Linked DNA regions of Oryctolagus cuniculus: region 2 is linked to region 1. The links are chromatin contacts, called in public Hi-C maps. All regions are on one chromosome and are shown on one strand. The core of a region is the stretch at or near the end of the contact, and the rest is flanking DNA. Distances in the headings are between cores, read along the strand shown.

Region 1 (2,711 bases), core at 89-2,588:
AATTAACATTTAACTTAGTATCTGGCATTATGACAACATACGCCTCAATCAAAACTTGGACCTCCTTCCAAGTTACCTTTTGATTAAACAAATTATATGGTGGCAGATTGGTAATGCCAAAACAGGAAGGTTAAGAGATAACAGATTAAACCACTTATCCAATTCAAGACAATGTATTTGGAGATGCTACTGCTGCTGGATATTTATCTGTTCCCATCAGCCCCTTGTAAAGGGAGGGAGCGATGATCACCTCCACACATGAATGCTGGTTACTGAGCAAGTTCATCCCCAGGTTAAGAACAAATACTTTGTATAGTTACACCAGCACGAAGAGAAACGTTAGGAGACTGGGACATTTCATGTCTCCATGAAGTACACAAAGCTGTGATAACCCGAGACTTGAGCTAACCAGAATTTCCTCCCTCGTTCCAAAAGACAAACACTCTGCAAATGCACATAATGGTTTATGAGTCGTTTAGTCCTCTTTATTCAAAAGGGTCGGCAAGCAAACGCTTCCATCACAATTTCCAAGTGGAAACACCCAAGCACTGGATAAAGGCGACCATCAGTAGCAAGGAAAGCACAAGAAACGTTTCAAATCGAATCATCGAAATAAAAATCGTACTCTCTGAACTCAAGGTTAATGAGACCGAGGGAGGGGGTTATGGGAGGAGAAAAGAGGGAGCTGCCTCATCCTCGACTGAAGACAGGTCTTGCTCTTTTCCATTAGCTCTGGTGAGTGTTCCATCAGGTCTAGTATGTTAAGGTTCTAGGACTTCGAGGTTGCTTATTTTAGGGGTGAGACGGAGAAGGGGTGTAAAATAAAATCAATACTCACTGCTAACTTTCATGCTGCCAAAAGCTGAAGGCTGCTGCACTGGCTTGCAGCTCTCCGCAAAGGAGGTGGTTCTGGGCCGCCCTGACATGATCACTCTCTTCCCGAATCACCTTTTCCTTCCTTCCTCCTTTTCTTCCTTTTGTTTTATATTGGGGTGTTAGGTTAATGATAAATGCAGCATTAAGTTCTCCCACAAGAAAGGAAAAAAAAAGACTTCGTCCTCTTGGCTTTTCACTTCTTTTGTATAGCTATATTAAAAAAAAAAAAAAAAAAAAAAAAAACACGAGCGATGTATTCTCCTTCAAGACGGATCCGTACGGATATTTAACATATAGATGATTTGGGGCTGGGGGAGGGGAAAAAAAAAACACAATTCTTTCCCCTCCCTTTCCTGGGAGGGGGGACTCCTTAAAAAAAATCACGTGAAATGGGGACAAATACTTGATTGAAAATAAGTACTTTGGATTTTATATTTTCCTCGGGGATTTTTTTCCGAGTCAATGAAGAAGGGAAGCGGCGGAAGGATCACGAGTCTCACGCTTGAAGAGAAGGGGGGATGGGAAGGAGGGAGGGAGAGGGAGGGGGCGGCTCGGAGATGCGACGGGAAACGCTGCGGCTCCGGCAGCGGCGGGATCCGGCGGGGGCCCGGCGTCCTGGAGGGCGGCGGCGTCGCGAGTCAGTCAGAGGCGGGCGGCGGCGGCGGCTCCTCTCCTCATTGCGCCAGGAGCAGCTGCAGGCGGCGGCTGGATCCAGCGGCCATGGCGGCGGCGGTGGCGGAGGCAGCTCCCTTCAGACCCCAGGCAGCGGCTCCTCGACTGCTCCCCATACGCCGGGGACATGGGAACCCGGCAACCGCTTCCGTCTCCCTCGGGGCCCCCTCCCCCGTCCAAAGCACCAGCGCGGCCGCCCTCACGCCCCGCGCCTCAGCTCCGTGTCCGCTGAGGAAGTGTCCGTGCTGTGCCCCCAGTCCGGAGCCCTGTCAGCGGCTGCGGGGCCGGCTCCTCCTCGCTTCCTTCCTTCCTTTGTCACTCGGCCCGGGCGGCGGCGGCGGCAGCGGCAGCGGCAGCACAAACCCGCATTCGCCCGGGTCGGGGGCTGCTCTGTGTGAGGAGCTCCGTCTGCGCAGCCGCCTAGCGCCTTCCCCCCTCCCCCTCCCTCTCCCCGCCTCCTACTCGTCCTCCGCCTCCTTCCTCCCCCACCCAGCCTTATACCGCCCCGCGCCCCGCCGCCCGCGTAACAGGCGTCTGGGAATCGCCGGCCGAGCCCAACGCCCGCCCTCTTCGGCGGCGGAGCCGAACCCCCAGCGAAGCCAATCACGGGCGTCGTTTCTTTACGGCTCCTCCCGGAAAAAGCCGATCGGCCTGAAGAGCCAATTAGAATGGGCCCCCGGGAAGCCTCGCCTAGAGAGCGGAAAATGCCGAAGGCATCCGAACGGAAAGAAGGTGGATTCGGCTTGTTCTGTGGCTGGCTGGAGGACAAATTAGACGAGGGCAACAGGGGCCAATCACAGTCGTCGCCCTCGCGAATAAGCATTAAAGAGTTAAGGACGGTGAAACCCAGAGTCGCTGGTGAAGCTGCAGGGCTGCGAGTTGGGGCTGCTTCGTAATTGGCTGGAAAACTCCGCTGGGAGTGAACCTCCCTCGATGATTGGCGAAGGGCAGGGGGCTTCCGAGGACATGTGGCCAGTCAGAAGACCTCCCCCCTCGCCAAGGTGGGGCGAGGAAAGCGGAGGGAGGATGTCTATAAGGTGCCGTCTCATTGGCCGGAAGCTTTGGAGCCGGGAGGGGTGGCGAAAGAGAAAGGGAGGGAGGCCGAAACCCTTAGCGGTGGCCAATGGGCCCTGACTGCCATCCAATCGCAAGACCTAGCTGCA
Region 2 (2,711 bases), core at 135-2,634, 91 kb after region 1:
GCCAAGGCACCCCTGGACTGAATTTGCCCCTCATCCCCAGCCTCCCTTAATTCCTAGCTGGGGGAAGATCCTGGCTCCTGAGACTGGACCCTTCAGTGTTTCTGGGATACAGACCTACATGACCCTCCTGTACCATGTCCAGGGCCTCTCTAGAGGGACCGGCAGGTTCTTGTTTTCACAGCCTGTGAGCTCTGTGGGCGAGATAGGATGAGTAATGGCCTGAAAGATGCTCGCTCACCTCCTGATTCTGGGGCTCTGGGAATGCATTATCTCACACAGTCAAAGGAATGGTGTAAGCAGGATTAAGTTAAGGGTGGTGAGATGGGGCGGCTACTCTGGATTAGCCAGAGTAGTGCTTAGAAGAGGGAGGCAGGAGGGTCAGAGTCGGAGGAGGTGTGACAATGGGAACAGGCCCCAGAGAGAGAGAGAGAGAGAGAGAGAGAGAGAGAGAGATGTGAACATGCCACTTGGCTGGCTCAGAAGGTGGAGGAGGGGGCAGTGAGCCGACAGACGCAGGAGTTCTCCAGAAGCTGGGAGAGACAAGGACCGGGCTTTCCCCTAGCGTCTTCTGAAGGGGGGCAGGCCTTTGTCCATTCCAGACTCTGACCTCCAGAACTGAAAGACGATAGATACGTGCTGTGCTAAGCCCCCGAGTCTGGGCGGCAGCCATGGGACACTGATGCCATAGACTAAATATGAAGTCCTTAGCGGGGCACACGGACAGGAGGCTCACTGCAGGAGCCCCCTCCTCTTCTGCCAATCCCCCCTTATTTCCCTCTGTGCTTCAAGCTCAGCAGACTTGTGGTCTCCAAGCACGCATTCATAACAGGCCGCCCCCAGCCCTCTCTGCTGCTGGTTGCGGTGCTGTCCCACCTGCTCTTCCACCCGCTGTCCTCCCTCCACGTGCTCACTGAACTCTCGTTAGCCCTTCCAGGCTGACCTCAAACACCCCAGTTCCCAGGGAGTCTGGCTGCACTCTTCTTGGCCTTGTGTAGCACTGAACACGTGTATTGTGACTTAGAGGTGGGGCCATGGGTTTAGCTGCACATAGCCAGCAATTAATGGATGGGTGGAAGGGCAAATGAACAAATGAGCTTTAAAAAGCTCACTGGTCTGGTAGGGGTGCTGGCACATCCATTGCCATTAGGCAAGGTGAAAAGCCCTGAGTTCATGGAGGAGCCAGTGAAAACACTTTAGGGGTTAGAGGAGAAAGCAACAGCCTGCCTCAGGACCCTGCTGCCTCTGAGAGGGAGTGGCGGGTGGAGGTATGGGTCACACTCAGGTTTAAAGAGCAGAGGCGGCCTGATTGCTGGGATGACCTCAGCGCTTGGCATAAACACTTAGGCATTTCCTGAGTGGTCCACTTGCTGCATTGTCATCCATTTCACCCAGCTCTCTAGCACCGCCTAGCTGTCCTGGGGGGTATCCATGCCTTTGCTTTTACAAACCCCTCCCATCACAGTGCAGTCTGAGGGCTCTGGGGCAAGGAGTCCGCCTCACTGCAAACCACCGCCCCAGCCCTCCACATAGCTCTCCTTGCACGTGTTTCCAAATTTACCCAGTGTCCTACTTTTTTGGGAATACACAGTGCAAGGCTCACAGGGAGAACTGCTCTTCTATATCAAAGTCCTCCGAGCCAGAGGGGCAAATCAATAAAGGGACAAACCACAGTGACACGTTCACATATTGAAAAGGAACTTGCATCCTACACCAACATACAGCAGACTGTAAGATGTGTTTTTTAGTTTTACATCAAGCTCAACTCAAAAGGAAAAGAATTATGAGAATGGACAGAGAAAGGGTGGAGTAAGAGAAAGCAAGCCATGGAGGAAAAGTAGAAGCCAGGCAGAGAGAGGGAGTGAGAAAGGCGAGCTCTGTGTATTCTCCAGGTCCTGTACCCCCTCCCCCACCCCAAATCAACAGCTTGTTGGTGCTTAATTCAGACCTGGAAGTCAGAGTTCAAGCCACACTTGGCCCTGCATTTTTGTGTCTGTGTGCTGTGGGAGTACACCAAGAAAGCCCTATTGTCCTAGGGCTGAGATTCAGACCCAGAGGAAACGGATGTCAGGAGGCGAGGCCTCGGGGACAAGCGGGCAGTGGGGAGAGGAGAGGGTAGAGAGAGGAGCATGAGCAAGGCTGTGCCCGTAGTTGCTGGTTTACTCCACTCCCAGACGGCAATCGTGTTTCAGATCAAGGAGGCTTTCTTCTAATAGTTCCTTGATGGTTGCTTCTGTCCCAGTGACAGTGTTCTCTTTCAGAGACTCCTTTCACTCTAAATTCTATTTATAGATCTGCTCTCTATATTTCTTACTTAGTCTCTCATCTCTGCTAGTCTTGCTTTGTTTCCTTGAATTACTTAGTAGCTGGATATTGTTGTAGTGACCCATTGCCTATTCAAAGCTTCTGTTGAGGGTTTAAATTTAGTACCATATCTTTCATTCTTATTCAATATTACATTATCTAAGATTTTGTCCTTTGTACGGTGCTTGTTGTCATTGAAGAGAGGCAACATCCTTTGAATCTTACTGATAAGACAAACCAGATGCCTTCTAAAAATGTATATTTCAGAGGAAGGAGATTTCTGCCAATATTCAGACACTTGTGGTCCTCTTTTTGTGGACCTCAGACTCTCTTCACAGGTCTTTTCCCCATGAATTTATATTCCTCCATGGGAAAAGCTATATTTTATGTGTGTGTGTGTGTGTGTTTAT

What was found. A called contact is a pair of places that touch in the nucleus more often than the background predicts.
Region 2: a contact with region 1 is called in a Hi-C map of an unstated tissue, with 1.8 times the contacts expected there. The contact joins the enhancer-like site here to the promoter of LOC103350545 in region 1. A contact is called at or near these places in 3 of 6 Hi-C or Micro-C datasets (embryonic fibroblasts, skin fibroblasts and an unstated tissue).

What each region holds. Positions count from the first base shown.
Region 1 is chr4:76,549,844-76,552,554 of mOryCun1.1, forward strand. It overlaps LOC103350545 (transcription factor SOX-4), which reads left to right and starts at 1,339. Exons shown (of 3, transcript XM_070072191.1): 1 at 1,339-2,549. The coding sequence starts at 1,339. The coding sequence ends at 2,322. GSK3B (glycogen synthase kinase 3 beta) reads right to left here and starts at 1,128. Exons shown (of 11, transcript XM_002716661.5): 1 at 839-1,128. The coding sequence starts at 926.
Region 2 is chr4:76,640,702-76,643,412 of mOryCun1.1, forward strand. All of the region lies in intron 9 of GPR156 (G protein-coupled receptor 156), which reads right to left. Among named protein-coding and RNA genes, the nearest start is that of GSK3B, 91 kb to the left of the region's middle. Within about 2 kb of position 1,385, at least 3 of the 8 cell types and tissues checked have an H3K27ac peak or open chromatin away from gene starts, as enhancers often do.